2 separate regions of the Zea mays genome follow, and region 2 is linked to region 1. The links are chromatin contacts, called in public Hi-C maps. All regions are on one chromosome and are shown on one strand. Each heading gives the region's core, a stretch centred on a gene start, on an enhancer-like site or on the middle of the called end of the contact. The rest is flanking DNA. Distances are from core to core; before and after follow the strand shown. Region 1 holds the start of LOC100384695 (cytochrome P450 family 77 protein). Region 2 holds the start of LOC100281682.

What was found. A called contact is a pair of places that touch in the nucleus more often than the background predicts.
Region 2: a contact with region 1 is called in a Hi-C map of endosperm, with 1.8 times the contacts expected there. The contact joins the promoter of LOC100281682 here to the promoter of LOC100384695 in region 1. A contact is called at or near these places in 2 of 25 Hi-C or Micro-C datasets (endosperm and leaf mesophyll).

The regions. Positions count from the first base shown.
Region 1 is chr3:19,967,930-19,975,727 of Zm-B73-REFERENCE-NAM-5.0, forward strand. LOC100384695 (cytochrome P450 family 77 protein) reads left to right here and starts at 4,881. Exons shown (of 7, transcript NM_001177171.1): 1 at 4,881-5,440; 2 at 6,586-6,696; 3 at 6,784-7,000; 4 at 7,151-7,484; 5 at 7,633-7,694. The coding sequence starts at 4,913. It overlaps LOC103649802 (a long non-coding RNA gene), which reads left to right and starts at 2,493. Exons shown (of 3, transcript XR_563711.4): 1 at 2,493-2,916; 2 at 3,612-3,703; 3 at 3,801-4,113.
Region 2 is chr3:20,432,609-20,440,406 of Zm-B73-REFERENCE-NAM-5.0, forward strand. LOC100281682 reads left to right here and starts at 4,103. Exons shown (of 4, transcript NM_001368076.1): 1 at 4,103-4,883. The coding sequence starts at 4,190.

The DNA.
Region 1 (7,798 bases), core at 3,631-6,130:
ATAATTAGGCAGTGATCTGAAGTCATGGTGCAAAGGGACAGAAGATCCGCCGTTGGGAAGAGACCATGCCATTGAGTCGTCGCAAAGAATTTATCTATCCTAGTCATTGTAGGATCCACTTGTTCATTTGTCCAAGTAAAGGCTCTATCATTGAGATCAAGCTCTAACAGATGCAGAACATCAATAGTACTGTTGAACTGACTCATAACTCTCCTATTGATTTATCCTTTATTTTTCTCCCTTGCTCTCCTTATCATATTGAAGTCTCCCAGGATCGCCCATTCCGGACGCATTACATTTCGGATGTTACGAAGCTCCGACAGGAAGTTCATTTTTTTTTTCAATTTCCGGCTGGGGACCGTAAACCCCCGTGAGGTCCCAAACCTCTTCCTCAACTCTCGAGCTGATTCTAACCGAGATCGAGTAAGTTGATGTGCATGGAATGAGGTCCATATCGAACAAATTTGCGTCAGAGGCCATAAGAATTCCACCAGAGGCACCCTGCGAAGGGAGGTGAACTGTTTGACTAGCCAGCTTGCATCCCACGGTTTCCTTCAGTAAGTCATTGGTCCAGTTCATGATTTTTGTTTCTTGGAGACAAACAATGGTTGCACCTGAGGACAGAATTATTTGTTTCACACTGGCACGTTTGGCCGGGTCATTTAAACCCCTCACATTCCAAGAGAAAATAGTGCAGTTGGAACACATTTAACTGTTAATACCACTTCCACTTGACAGACTAGAAGTACAAGGGATAGAACAACAGACAACTGCTGCAACCATGCACCTAACAACTCCCACCACAGACCACACAGCTTACTGCCACAAAGCAATCCCCACACCAACAAGCTAGGGGCCGGCTGACACAAAAGCACTGGAAGCCAGGACAACAAAAGCCATGAACTCGCATTAAGACACGTTCTTTTGTCTTAACATATATTACACTTAGTCGCATTAAGACTCTTGTGTTTCTCGGGGGCTTTGGGCGTTCAAGATCCAACGACTCTCATGCTAGGGACTCTAAGAACCTTGGGGCTAGTAGAGGGACCCAATGGCTCTCATAATCAGCGAAACATCTATAGATATGCTTCAGATATTTGGTCGTAGTGTTAGTAGAAGCTATTGTCTACTTTGTGGTTGTTGATACATGTATGTTTCTTGGATGTGTTTATTGGTTTTGCTGCTTGGGAAGTGGTTGAAATTCTAACGGAAGGACACGTTATTTTTGCTATTTAGGGGCACTCGTGAGTTGAGGCCGAATCATGTACAACAGAAAAATACTGTGGAAGTTTGAATTCCTTGAGGTCCCATTTGTTTTTCTTTAATTTTGAGGAATTGAAATCTTACCAATGGAATAATAGGTTATTTTTTTAGAATGTGACATTCCACCACTTTTCAAAGTTATCATATAAGCCTATCTTAAATTCACGGGATAAGAGATAGAAATTGATTTTATAGATTTCAATGCTATTTTTCCGATGTACAACTTATAACACACTCTTCTATTTGCTTCATTATAATATAAATGTAGTATATAACTATCTCTTATATGATTTAGGATAATATACAAATATATGAACTTAACTAGTGTGGTCTAAATTTTAATTATTAAAATGGAATTTAATTCCAACGAAACAAATGAGGCCTGACCGTTTCTGCTTTTTTATGAATTTTTGACTTGGTCGGGATTCTAATCACTATATGTATTCCAAATGGGTTAAGGAAATTAGTCCGCGGTGGAGTTTAACAATGATCACGCGAAGTCCGCAACCGCGGCAGTTTTTTGTGTCATTGTCCGATGTCGCGGTCAACACACACGCCTTGAAAGAGATGAGGTCGAGGACGGCCGGCCAAGTTCGTCGGAGGCTGCGGATCAGGCTAACATGCCATTAGATACTTTAGTGCCTCCGCCGTGTTATTTTTGTTTGCTTTAAACGACCACCATTGACGATAAGGACACAATGCTTTGCAGACTAGAAAGACCAAGGAAACAGACAATGCGATTATGCGATGGAGGTCGGCACGGTGATGATAGCCAGTGCTGATCGCATGGTTGATGGCTAGCGCGCGGCGGGCTAACCACTTCGAATTAGTACTACTAGCTTAGTAGCTTGAGCTTGCCTGTTCGATTAATTTGAATCAACCAATGCTCAGCATACAAAAAACGATTCCGGTCCTAGACTCATACGACGAGGAGTGCATTCAGCTCAAAAGAACCAGGAGTGCGAGCTAGAAACTGTAGACTCTAGTTGATGCACTCAAGATGACATGATGGCTTGCGATCTTAATCATACGCTGTTGTCCCATCGGTGGCCGTTCATGAACTAATTAAGCTTAATAGATACATCTTATCGTTTAGTTCTTATCTGTTTAGTTCTTATCTATATGATTAGTTTGTAATTGAACTATATTTATATTTCTAACTAGCATTAAACATTGTATGTGACAGAGGCTAAATTGTAGTAGAGGGATGTCTCATGTCTGTTGCTTAGGCTTGGGAATGGGCCATATAAACTCATGGGCAGAAAGGGGCTCTAAACTCGCGGGCTAACAAATTTGAGCTTCTTTGGGTTCTCCACTGATTAGGGCAGAGTTGGATCAAGACACTCCACTAAAGGACCGACACATCATCAAACAAAGCCCAAATGTGCTACTGGATCGAACGAAAGGGCATAAGCCCGTGGATCATGTGAAAGGGCTACGTCTCAATCTCTCAGGCATCCGCACCGCCGTGCTGCTTACAGGGAGGTGGCGCTCGCTGGGAGGCGGCAGCGCGACGCTCGCAAGGAGGCAACGCGATACCTGTAGGCGGCCTCGTTGAGACGTTGTCCCTATCGTGGAGGTCTTCCTCTCGACCCAGCAGCCGTAGCCCAGCTGTAGCCCAACTCAGATCTCTGCTGTAACGTCATCCAATAGGTGCGGTTCTTTCTAGGAGGAAAGCTTCAGGTTAATCTCTCCATTTAAGCAGCTACCTGCCATCACCTGCTCTCGGTGCTACTTTAATTATTGTTTGAGTCTATTTTAGATTAATTTTAGTTTGAATGTTGATAGCTCTTACTCTTGGTGCTACTTTCATTACTGTTTCAGTCTGCTCGATATGTAAGATAATTAACTAGACTCTATTTCAACTATGTCCCAAGCTTTTAGTTTATGATGCACAAGAGCTTACAAATGCAGAAAGTATAATGCCTTTGCAGATCAGTTTTGGCTTTTGCTGTTCAGTGTAGGTTGTTTTTGTCCCCTGCCCAAGATATTATTGTATATTGTTTTCCTAATTTGGTTGAAATCAACTCAGTATAAGGACATACCATCATGTGCCAAATTAATTGATCGTAAATATTATAAAAAAATGTATCACTAAAAACTGATCGTAAATATATGGATAGCTAATTGTACATGTTCTAGAGTTAAATATTGTTATAAGCATGTTGTTGTGTGTGTATAAATTATAACCGATACAATTTCAATTGAATGATTTCAATTGGTAATTTTGCAGCCTAGGCCATGGAGGGGGTTTCATCAATTGACGAGGCTATCTCAACTGATGCTACTGCATTTGTGAATTCAGGCAAAACACTAACTCTGAATCAATTAACTCTGCATTTGTCCAGGCTAAGGAGTTCCTTGGTGCTTCCGGTGACAAGCGAAAGGAAGTCATCTGCAGTATGGAGGAGGCAGATAAGCTCAGTGGTTCTGCTGCAAGGTAAACTGCCTGTATATAAATATCCTTATGTTGTAAAGCACCATTTACAATGGCTATCCGGTGATTCTCTTTCTGTTGATTCTCTGCATTTGTCCAGGCTAAGGAGTTCCTTGGTGCTTCCGGTGATTCTCTTTCTGTTGTAAAGCAGCTATCCTGCGAGTGCCTCTACACATTGAGGAGTCCTGCCTTCACTCGTTGAGGAGTCTTGCCGAGCAACATTGTTAAGTTCAGTTATCTGAATTCAGTTGGATCATGGCTGTCGATAAACATTTTAGTATAATGGATATTGTAGTCCTCCTGCGAGCAGTTTCTCTTCGTGCATGGAGCGTCTTTGCTTGTGAGTTGATAAACATTTTAGTATAATGGAGGATACTAATTTCATGGTTGCACTTTGTGGTTGTTTTCTATCATTTGTTTGTGAGCCCATAGATTATACTAATTCATTAGCTTATGGTGGTGCTTGCTTGTATATGAAGGCCCTTGGATTGGCCCGTGGATTTTAAAAGGATCGAGGCGGATTAGGATGCCGGGGCATTAAAAAACGGATTGAATTGAGTTGTATCAAATCAATTTGGATTTAAGTAGGGCTGGGTTCACTTTTTAAACTTATAGGATTGAAGTGGGGTTGGGGCCGGATTGTGACCCATTACCAGGCTTACTGTTGCTACTTGGTGATGTGTCTTCCCGCTCTAGCTCTACCTCTACGGCGAACAACAGCTCGATCCAGACTGTTACAACTATAAATTATATAGATAAAATCTAGTACAGATTAAAGTAAATCGAACATACTGAGCCTAGGTGCCAGTGCCACCCAATCGGTGCCAATTGCCAACGTATCAGCGTCGTGGAATCTGGTGTCCACGCAGCGGCGACGTCCAGGCCCACATGTCGATCTCCACGCTACGCCGGTGTCGTCCCCCTCGACGGCATCGCCCACACTACAGTACCAGCGAGCAGGTGGGCACAAAGCGCGCAGCATTGAAAAGGAGAGCCATGCGCGCCAACAGTTCCGTGCCCACTTGGCGCTTTGCCAACGCTGCGGTAGCACGCGGGCCCCGTGCGCCAGTGGCAGCATCGTCAGTTAGTCTCGACCCACTGACAACTCGGGTCTCACGTTACGTTGCTATATCCACTATGTACTACTATATGCACTGTCAAGTGACAACTCGGGCCGCACGGTCTCCGCTCGGTTCTCCAGTCCAGTGGGCAATGGTGCCAATGGACCCCTCGATCTCCTCGTCCTCCTCGCCTCTCCGGCTCCCCGGAACCCCCACCAGCCCGGGCGCGAGCCCGAGGCCCACCCTCGTCGCGGCCGGCCGCCAGCCCGCCGCCGCGCCCAGCACCACCCGCCTCCGCGCCATCTCGCCGTCCCAGTCCCCGCCCACCCCGGCGTCCCCCGTGGAGCCGTTCGGCTTCGACGCGCTCAAGGGGACCTTCTCCGTGGACGTGGCGGCGGCCGACGCGCGCTCGCTCGACGTCCCGCTCGCCGCGCCCTTCACCATCGCGTCCTCCCGCCTCGTCGCGGTCTCCAACGTCGCCGTGCGCGTCGAGCTCCGCACCGGCGCTGTCGGGTGGGGGGAGGCGCCCGTGTTGCCCTCCGTCACGGCCGAGGACCAGCCGGCAGCGCTCGACGCCGCGGGACGGGCGTGCGCAGCGCTCGTCGGCGCCCCAGCGGCGCCCCTCGGCGCGGTGCTCCAGGACCTCGCCAGTGTGCTTCCGGGACACGCCTTCGCCTCGGTGAGGAATCCGCAGCTTCTCGCCCGACTCATCTAGTGAAATTTGGCCTCCGTTACCGTGGTGGATTGACAAGTGTTTGATCATTGATCGTCGGGAAAGATAGGGGCGTGATTCCAGTTAAGAAGTCTAGGTTGTTTGCAAATCTGAATTTGTGGGACTGTGACGTGGTGTGCTCGATGTTGATATGCAGTTTAATGTCTACGAACAATGTATATGGCTTTCGGGCGCTGAACTACTGAAGTGATTTGCTGGACCACCAGTTATTATACTCTTCCAGTCCATAGGCTTTTTCAATTTTCATGGTGTGTGTTTGGTTATATGCTAGATTAGAGGGCGCTTGATTTTGATTATATGGTCTTTCTAAGGATGTTTCTTTTTTATGGTGCATGTTTGTTTATTTTTTGATCTGTAAAGCCGTATGTAGGAGACTGCAAGGCTGAAACATTTTGTTTCCATTATCCAAAAAATAGGCCTTTTCAAGCCTACAACCGCTGACACAGTCATACAGTTTCCTTGTAGCAAATCCTCCATGTGGCCAGTTATTTTTCTTGGAAATTGATGAGATGCAGACATAAAGAACTTGCGAGCTAGAGGGATTTTACTCGAATTCACCCCAAAAATGAAGGGAAACTAGTATCTAAGGTTAGGCTCAGATCCTAAAACTATGGCTCCGGTACCACTGAGAGACCTCTATGACCTTAGCTTGCAACCTTAACCACTATAACTGTAGAACAAAGGGAGTGATACCTTCTGAATTTTGGGAAGACACCATAAGAGGGCCAGAGTTTGGTACTCGATGTCGGTGACGACACCGGTGACCTTTCCTTCACTAGCCGCGTAGAGATTAGATCAGATCTCATGCGAGTATACGCCGGACATTGGTTCATGTGCTAGCCCCTTATCTATTTATGTACGCGGTACAAAAGGGTGCTACAATCAGTAGGTTGTTGTGTCCCTGATCAGAATGCGAGTGTCGTATCTGAGTTGGCCCCTTTACCGAGTCGGATGAGATCAACACAACAGAACTGACATAGTTTTGCATATGATTTTATTTTCTTGATGGTCACTCAATTGTTTGTTTTTTGTTTAGACTTATTAATGATTAGTCCTATAGTTGCACTTGACTGTATCCTTTTCCATTTAAGGCCAGAGCAGGGGTGGAGATGGCGCTGATTGATGCTGTTGCTAATAGCATTGGCATACCTCTATGGAGATTATTTGGAGGAGCATCAGATAGTTTGACAACTGACATCACAGTACGATTACCTCACTGCACTGACTCCTGATTCCTGAAAGCTTTTAAATACCATAACCACATTTTTATCCTGATATTCCTTATTCAGATTCCAATTGTGACCCCAAATGAAGCTGCTCAATTGGCTGCAAAATATCATGGACAAGGGTTTCAAACTCTGAAGCTCAAGGTTGGGAAGAACTTGAATTCAGATATAGAAGTTCTGAAAGCTATACGACTTGTCCATCCAGATTGCTCATTTATTTTGGATGCAAATGAGGGATACACAGCAAAACAAGCAATTGAAGTTCTTGATAGACTAAATGGTCCGTACTCCTGCAAACTGTAAATTGCTAGAGTTCTCATTTTAAAGTTGTTTCAATATGTTGAACATGTTAGCTACCTGTCATCTGAACTGTACGCCCTTCTTCCCATGCTTGAAAGTTAACATGTTTCTTTCCTTTTATTGGTTTCAGAAATGGGAGTGACCCCTGTGCTCTTTGAACAACCAGTTCACAGAGATGATTGGGACGGTCTCCGAGATGTTACCTCTGTGGCCATGGAGAAATACAAAGTCGCTGTTGCTGCTGATGAAAGCTGTCGAAGTTTACTTGATGCTCAAAAAATAATAGATGGAAATCTTGCCCATGTTATTAATATCAAGCTGGCAAAGTTGGGGGTTCTTGGGGCCCTTGAAATAATTGATGCTGCAAGAAAAGCCAATATTGCTCTGATGATCGGTGGCATGGTTGAGACTAGGATCGCTATGGGCTTCGCTGGTCACTTAGCTGCTGGCCTTGGTTGCTTTAGGTCTGTTTGCTGTGAAAATTATCATTTTATCAGCAAGAGATACTGTCATCAGAATGCTGAAACCACAAGCTGTACAATGTTACCATGTTCGATGTCTTATACCTGTCAAATCAGCTGCTAAAGTTGTTTTCTAAACTTATGGATGCAGTTTCATTGACCTGGACACACCTCTTTTACTGTCTGAAGATCCTGTATATGGTGGCTATGAAGGTAATCTTACACAATATCGCCTACTACTGCTATAGCATATAGGTTCCCTTTTCCCCAAGATAATGTTTTAAATAAGTTGTCGATCCAATGATGCTTTCGGGTCA
Region 2 (7,798 bases), core at 2,853-5,352, 460 kb after region 1:
ATGCCAATGCCATTAATTAACTTTGTTGTGCCCTCTTCGCGTATCATTGTTCTCGTTAATGCTATGACGCATCAAACGAACAAAAAAATATAAGAACTTGTCTGAAGATTCGGTGCCCTTTGCCGTCACTTTATTACTATTCCTGGAAGTAGGTCTCCCGCCGTTAGCATTGCAAAATGCTCCATTGATTGGGATGTTTCTAAAGCATCCCAATTATATAACAAATCTATGATGCTAGTTTTTAATCATGTTATTAAAAATATCATGGAGTAAAAGAATAAAATTTTGTATAATTTCTTGTGTGCGCTATTTTCTCACTACAACAAAAAGGTAAAAAAACATCAGTATCCTAATTTTGTATCAATTATTTTAAAATATATATATAACGAATTTGAAGTTTACTTTTTATGAATATTAATAGGCACAATGCTAAAAAAAATTACACAACAAATTTTTTATGTTATTTGTTCAAAATCAAAGAAAGAAGACTAAAAATTTAACATCCGAATAACTATCGAGATCTCCATGCCTACATTTGAGGCAAGTGGGTCCACTAACATATATATAAACACTATTTGTTGCCTCTTTAACCTACACTAGAATTGCTGAACAAAAAATCATGGATGGTTTCACAATTAATGAATACTTTAAACTACTCTAGTGTGGGTGATCATTACCTAGGGTGCTACCTTTATATATATGGCAATTAAAAAAAACAAGAATGATATTTTTTATAGACCGAATAGGACGAAGGAAGTATTCTTTTTAGATCAGAGGAGGTTCTACTACTTTATTGTTATGGGTGCATCTACTCTCTTCTTTCACCATAACCTAAAATTACACTTCCATATGCCATTTTTTATCTTCTTTCACCATAACCTAGAATTGCACTTTCATATGCCATTTTGTATGGAGCGAAGGAAAGTAATTATTTAGAGGAGGATCTACTAGTTTATTATTATGGGTGCAAATGCAATTATTACTCTCTTCTTTCACCATGACGTAAAATTATACTTCGATACACCAATCCGACCACGACCTCAACTTTATTTAAATGTGAGAATCCAAATGTCCCATCTAAGCTAGGACGACCCATGCATTACTTCCAACCGAACAAATATCATATTTATATATGGTTTTGGCTTGTACTTCCAAATCCACATATAGAGAATTATTGCGTCGACTACTTTCCTAAGTCTGCTAAGCTCGTCTCCCTGTAGGAATAAGAACATCATTTGCGTGGCGTTTGGTTCACATCAACGTAAATGTGACGTGATTTGGTTACCGCAGATAACCAGGCCAATTTCATTGCAGGCACCTAGTAGCGAATTTAGCCGAGAACATTATTGGGATCAGCAGTGTTAACTTTGCTATATAATATAAATTTTCTTAAACTTTAACAGTGTTTTGCTAAAGAATTTAGAAATTTTATCGGAGTCAGCTGACCGCGACAAATATAGCTAAATTCGCCCCTGTCGGCCCCATGTAATTGAGTCCCGTAGTTAATTGATGACCCTACCTAGGGATGAAAACGGGATGGATACAGCCGGATACAGGGTCATCCCATATCCTACCCTAATGTATTTCTCTCGGATACGGGACCGGATACGGGTAGTTAAGATTCGGGACGGATACAGGACGGGACCGGGTAATAATCCGGACGGGTAAGAAACGGATAACGGATACTACTCGGGTAGGTACCGGATAATTGTCGGGTAGTTCATCCGATGATATTAATTGTCCAACCATCCATAAGTTAAGCAATACATAATCATGTATATGATAGATGAGATGTAAGAAAGGGAAACGGTAAAATTGACATCATGCAGTTCAAAATTGCTTATCACAAGGACATTGTAGAACCAACACCGCAATATTTAAAATTCATAAAATATTCTAGTTTCACTAAAAAAATTTGCAAATAAGTTATAAAAACTAATAAACATTTTATATGAAGATAACTCAAGTCCTCGTATGAAAATGATAAAGTGAAGTATTGATTATATTGAAACTTGGATACTTACACTAATTTTACATGTAACTCATACAAATAAGTGAAAGTGAAAGTAAATAAACGTGGACATCTTATAGATCTTATGATCCAAACATTTTTTATGGTTAGATATGGACATATGTTGTATCTCCGTAAAATTTCACGATTTTTTGAGGCTATTTATGTATTATTAATTTCTTGTCATAGAAAATCATCAAAATACAATTAAATCATTAAAATATTGTTTAAACAAAAAATTATGTATTACAAAGTCATAGATCTCTTCAAGCTCTACAATTTTCATATAAACTTTATCTTCATCCGATTTCATATGTAAAAGTTATGATTTTATAACTATATTATGCAGAAAAAGAAAAAACGGGTACCCGAATTCCGGGTACCCGTATCCGACCCGGGATTTTCGGGTACTGCCCGGGTATTAGTGATTCCGTATCCTACCTGTATCCGAGGTTTAATATCCGGGTAATACCCGTATCCGTCCCGATAAACAAAATACTCGTATCCGTATCCGAAATTACGTCCCGTTTTGGTACCCGTATCCGATACCCGTTCCGGGTACCCGTCCCGTTTTCATCCCTAACCCTACCGCACAAAACTGATACATCACCATCCTCAATATAGGAGGTCATGTTCAGTTTCATCAATATCCATATGGAGACTTCTTCGGCTAATTTTGTCTCATAGATTGAAAAAATTGTGATTTTTTTTAATTTGTTATAGATTAATTAAAACTCATTAAATCCCTTCCAATCCATATGAATTTTGATGAAACCGAACAAGCCGGATTGGAGGGGATTAGGTGCGTTTTAGCACATACGTACTAAGTCAAAATCCTTTATAATATCCATGAGACATGAGACATAAGAATAACCAAACAAGGTATAATCAGATACTAGATACTGACTCGCACTAGTACAAAAAGGCTCAAAGCCTGCGGGGACGATATATTTTTACAGGCGGTTTCGCTTCACCACCGACTGTGCTATTTCTAGTGGCGGTTCCTTAAGAAAACCGCCACTAGAAATCGTATTTCTACTGGCGGTTCCTTAAGAAAACCGCCAGTAGAAATCCATGATTTGTAGTGGCGGTTTTCTTAAGGAACCGCCACTAGAAATACGATTTCTAGTGGCGGTTTTCTTAAGGAACCGCCACTAGAAATCATTTTTATCCTTAATTTTTCGAGTTTTTCAAACGGCCTCGTATGACAAAACCACCAAAATAAAAGTTGTAGATCTCTAAAAGTTATGAAACTTTGTAGTTGACAACTTTTTTATTTGAACTCATTTCGGTTCTCAAAAATTGAATCTAAGTATGTCAAATTTAAAATTCAAATTTTGCAAACTACCTCGGATGAAAAAAGTGTCAAAATAAAAGTTGTAGAACTTCAAAAGTTATTTATCTTTATAGTTGACAACTTGTTTTTTTGAATTCGTTTAGGGTCTCAAATAAGCAATTTACACTCAAATGGTTGTAATATGTGGAGAAAACAACTACAAACTAGACACAAGACATGTCATAGGCGGAGTGGTAGGGGAGGGTACGCGCGAGGGTGAGGTCGCCGGTTCGAATACTAGCAACCGCGTAGCGCGCGAATTTTGCGCGAAAAATGCCGCGACTTGCGACTTCGACGGAGAAAATATGTAAACGATTTGCACTGACGGTTTTATTACGTCGACCGCCAGTGAAAATCGATTTTACCCGCCTGTACAAATGATGATTTCTACTGGCCCCTAGCACTGGCGGTTACGAAAAACGCCACTATAAATAGGTTTACAACCGCCACTATAGAACTTCTCTGTACTAGTGTCGTCGTCTTCTCCTGTAATCATGCATGTTCCTGTTTGCATTTCCATTAGCATTTCAGCAACCAAACGCCACATTGGGAGCGCGCATCCGCTATCACGTCAGTGTCAGTCGTCGCCGTGCTCCGTACGTCTGTTCATCGGCCACACGCCCACACCTCGGAAACTCCGTGTCCCGATGACGACGGCCAGAATGCTCCCAGTCAAAAGTTTTCGGGTCTACGTACATACACGACGCGCGGACTCACCTCCTCACCATTTTACCCAGCTAAGACCTGTGTGTATGTGAGAGCTAGGCCAGTGAGAGCGGCTCACGGCTCACCCACACTTCTGTTCGTCGTCAGCTAACGCCATAATAGCCGCGAAGCTTTCCATGGCTCTGGTCCCATCCTCGTTGCTGCTCTTCCTAGTCTCGTCGTCGGTGTGGGTGGCCTTATCCCTACCGTTGCCGGTGGCAGCAGCTCATGGCGGGCAAGCAGGAGGGCAGCGCTGCTCGCCGTTTCTATGCGGTAACGTGAGCATCGCCTTCCCGTTTGGGCTTATCCCGGATGGCGCCGCGCAGACCAGCTGCGGCGCCGGGTTTGGGTTCCAGGTTCGTTGCTATGACGCCATCCCGCACCTTGGATTTTCTCAAAGCGAGATCAACTTGAAGATCCTCAGCATCTTCTACCACAACCGCTCCTTGCTCCTCGCGGATAGACCATGGTTTACATATTTCAATCGGACTAGCACCAAAGGGTGCCGCATCCCGACGGCCAACACCTCGTCCCGGCTTGCCCCTCCGCTCTCGGTCAGCTCCGACAACCAGAACCTCATCTTCTACAACTGCACCAAGCCACCGTCGCCATTCGAGGGACTCGTGGCCACGACATGCCACGACAACACGTTTGTTCGTGCCGCCGATGGGCGGCGTTCCGACGAGTCAGGCGACTACGTTTTGGAAGGCTGCACCGCTACTAAGGTTCCGGTGCTTGGAGTGTCTGGCAAGGTGATCAACGCTAGCAACTACGACCAACTTGTCTGGGACGGCTTCCTCGCGACATGGCAGTTGCTGCCGACGCCGTCAGGTAACTTCACCCAATCTTGGAACTCAAAGTCTCACTCAGTATATAGTAGGGAAGCGAGTTAAAAAGTGTGTTATAGCTAAGTTATATAGTAGAAATATATCTCGGTGATCTATGGAATCAATTTCTATCTTTCATCAGGCCAAATCAGACGACTAGAAGAGAGGTATACGGTGAATTGGAGCAAATAAAATTACACTCTAGAATAATCCACTCTTTAGTGTTCTTTCGAGTGAAATAGTAAAATTCGAATGGAACTAGCAAAAAATAATAATAGGGTTGCACTCCCCAGCCTGGAGTAGAACATATATTGTGCATTTTTAAACCGGCAAGTAAAGGATTCCGTGGAAATAGTGGAACTGTTTCTTTGGCTGACAACAAGATTCCAATAGATATTCTTTTCCTATCACTAGCATATGCATATTCGTCCCTATCTAGAAGAAAGCCAGCGTAATTTGTTTAAGGAATGATTTGTGGCAGACACGTCTAAATTCATCCATATATCAGTAGTAATTGGGTTCGTAAAAGCCACTCCAGGCTGTTGTCGTCAACACACTTTCTTAGCTCTCGCCAACATTTTCAGGTTGAAAGTTGACACAAGTGGTCATAATTCATCTGGTGCATTCCGTTGACCACCTTTCCTTTTTGGAAAATAATAAAAAGGGTCTGCTAGTCCCTGTTGGGCATTAGAGGTTTGTGTGTACCGTCGTCGCCGTTCGCTAATACTAGTCCAGGTCTTGTCAAAAAGTGGGACGACGAGCTTGTTGGCCGACAGGAGTACAGGACTCAGGAGCGTGTCTTACCCGGAGGCCGGGGCCCGGGGCTGATTAGAGCGCGTGCATCGGGTCAGTGGCTCGCCTCGCCTATAGAAGTTCAAACGGGCGGCACGGCCCGGTCCGACCCAGGCCCGATTAAGGCCGGCCCGATTAAACCCGGCCCGACTAAGCCCGATTATTTATCCGTGCCGTGCCGGGCCGCCCAACGGGCTCAACCATCTGCACGAGCACGGCACGGATAAGGTACGATCGTGCCGGGTCGGCCCGATAAGCACGACCCATTTGCACAACCGGGCTAGCCCGAGCCCGCACACATATAAATCCCAGTTTTCAGGTCAACAAACACAACTGTCACCGGTTCCGTCGCCGCCAAGGTGGCGCGCACCGATCCCTCACGACCTACCAAAATACAGCAAGGTCATGACCATGAGTTCATCACAGAGAAGAGCAGAGCAGATCAGGCACAACCACATTAAGCAATGACAGGAGGTACCGGACGCAATAATCAAATAACAAGCATGTTCCAAGAAATAAATACCCAGATCAGGAGCATATGGTCCATGAAGAGCTAGATCCAGACATCTCACCTCAGTTAGTTAGGGTTAGGGACTTAGGGTTTACGACATGTTACCTGGGCCGGTCAGATACTCAGATCCAGGTCGATGTAGAGACGGGGAGGATAGGATTAGCCGGAGAACGAGCACCAGAACTCCAGAAGACCGAAGACGAGAGGTGGAGCACGGAGCACCAGACGAGCGGTGGAGCGCCAGACGAGCGGTGGTCGGTGGAGCACCAGACGAGTGGTGGTCGGTGGAGCGCCGCCGCGCCGGTGCGGTGGAGGCTTGGACCTTGGAGCGACTGAAGACGGAGGGCCGGTGCGCCGCCAGTTCGCGAGAGGAGACTGGAGAGGGGAGGAGGAGAGGAGAGCTGGAAAGCCGCCGCGCGAGTGAAAGTGAATGGACGCTAGGGTTTTCCGTTTCGGGCGATAGGAATTAGGGGCTGGCGGCTGGCTTATGGGCTGGGCGGCTGGCTGGCAGCTGGCTTCTGCTCACGCGTAGACGGACCGATTTCAAAGCCCGATTCCGTCGTGTCGTGCCCGGGCCAGCCCAACGGGCCGAAACCGCTGCCGAGCACGGCACGCGCTTCGTGCCGGGCTGGGCCCGGGCCCGTTTCCACTCGGGCCGGGCCGTGCCAGTCCCAGGCCGAATTAACGGGCTCCGTGCCGGGCTTTCGAGCCGTGGGCTTTCTGGCCATCTATAGCCTCGCCACTCTGTCGAGTGTCCGTCGGGCCCAGACAGCCAGCCAGTCAAAGGTTTCGGTCCACACAGGTCACAAGAGGACGCGCGGCCTCACCCATTACCCATTAGTCTAGTGCTGGGGATTGGGCCGGGGCCGGGCCAGTCCGGTCCAAGCCCGTCGTGCTTCGTGCTAAACGGGTTCGGGCTAGTAAAGCCCAAAAGATTTTTGGGCCGTGCCGTGCCAGCCCGAAGTATAAAAACAGTGGCCCAGCCCGGCCCTAAACCACGTCGTGCCTTCTTTGGGTCGTGCCGGCCCAAGCCCGACCCGTATATTTGACCACATAAAATCAAAATATTACAACCATATAAAGTTCATAGCTTACTAAATTAAAGATATTAAATAATTCTAGCATCATTTGACCACGTAAACTCCAAATATAACAACAATATAAGGTCGATATCTTACTAAATTCAAGAAATTAAGCAAATTGGGCTTAATTGGGCCGTGCCGGCCCAAGCCCGGCCCAACTATGCGTGCCGTGTCGGGGGCCCGACGGGTCGGAAATTGAGGCCCGGTCCAAGCCCGCCTTCGGGCCGTGCTAGCCCGGCCCATATTATTTCGTGCTAGGCCGTGCTTTGGGTTCCTATTTTCGGGCCGTGCTCGTGCTGGCCCGAAAAGCCCGGCCCATATTCCCAGCACTACATTAGTCAGTCAGCCACTCGCGCGCTCCTGATATTTCCTTCTCCCATCACCGCTTGTCCGCTTCTTTCTTCTAGCTGCTTGTGATGCCATGCTCCCTCCCCCATGACTGCGACGGCGACTCGGCCCGTGCCGTGGCTCTCCCTCGTCTCCTCGCTCTGGACGGCATGGGTGGCGTGGACGTTGCCTGTGGTGCTCGCGACG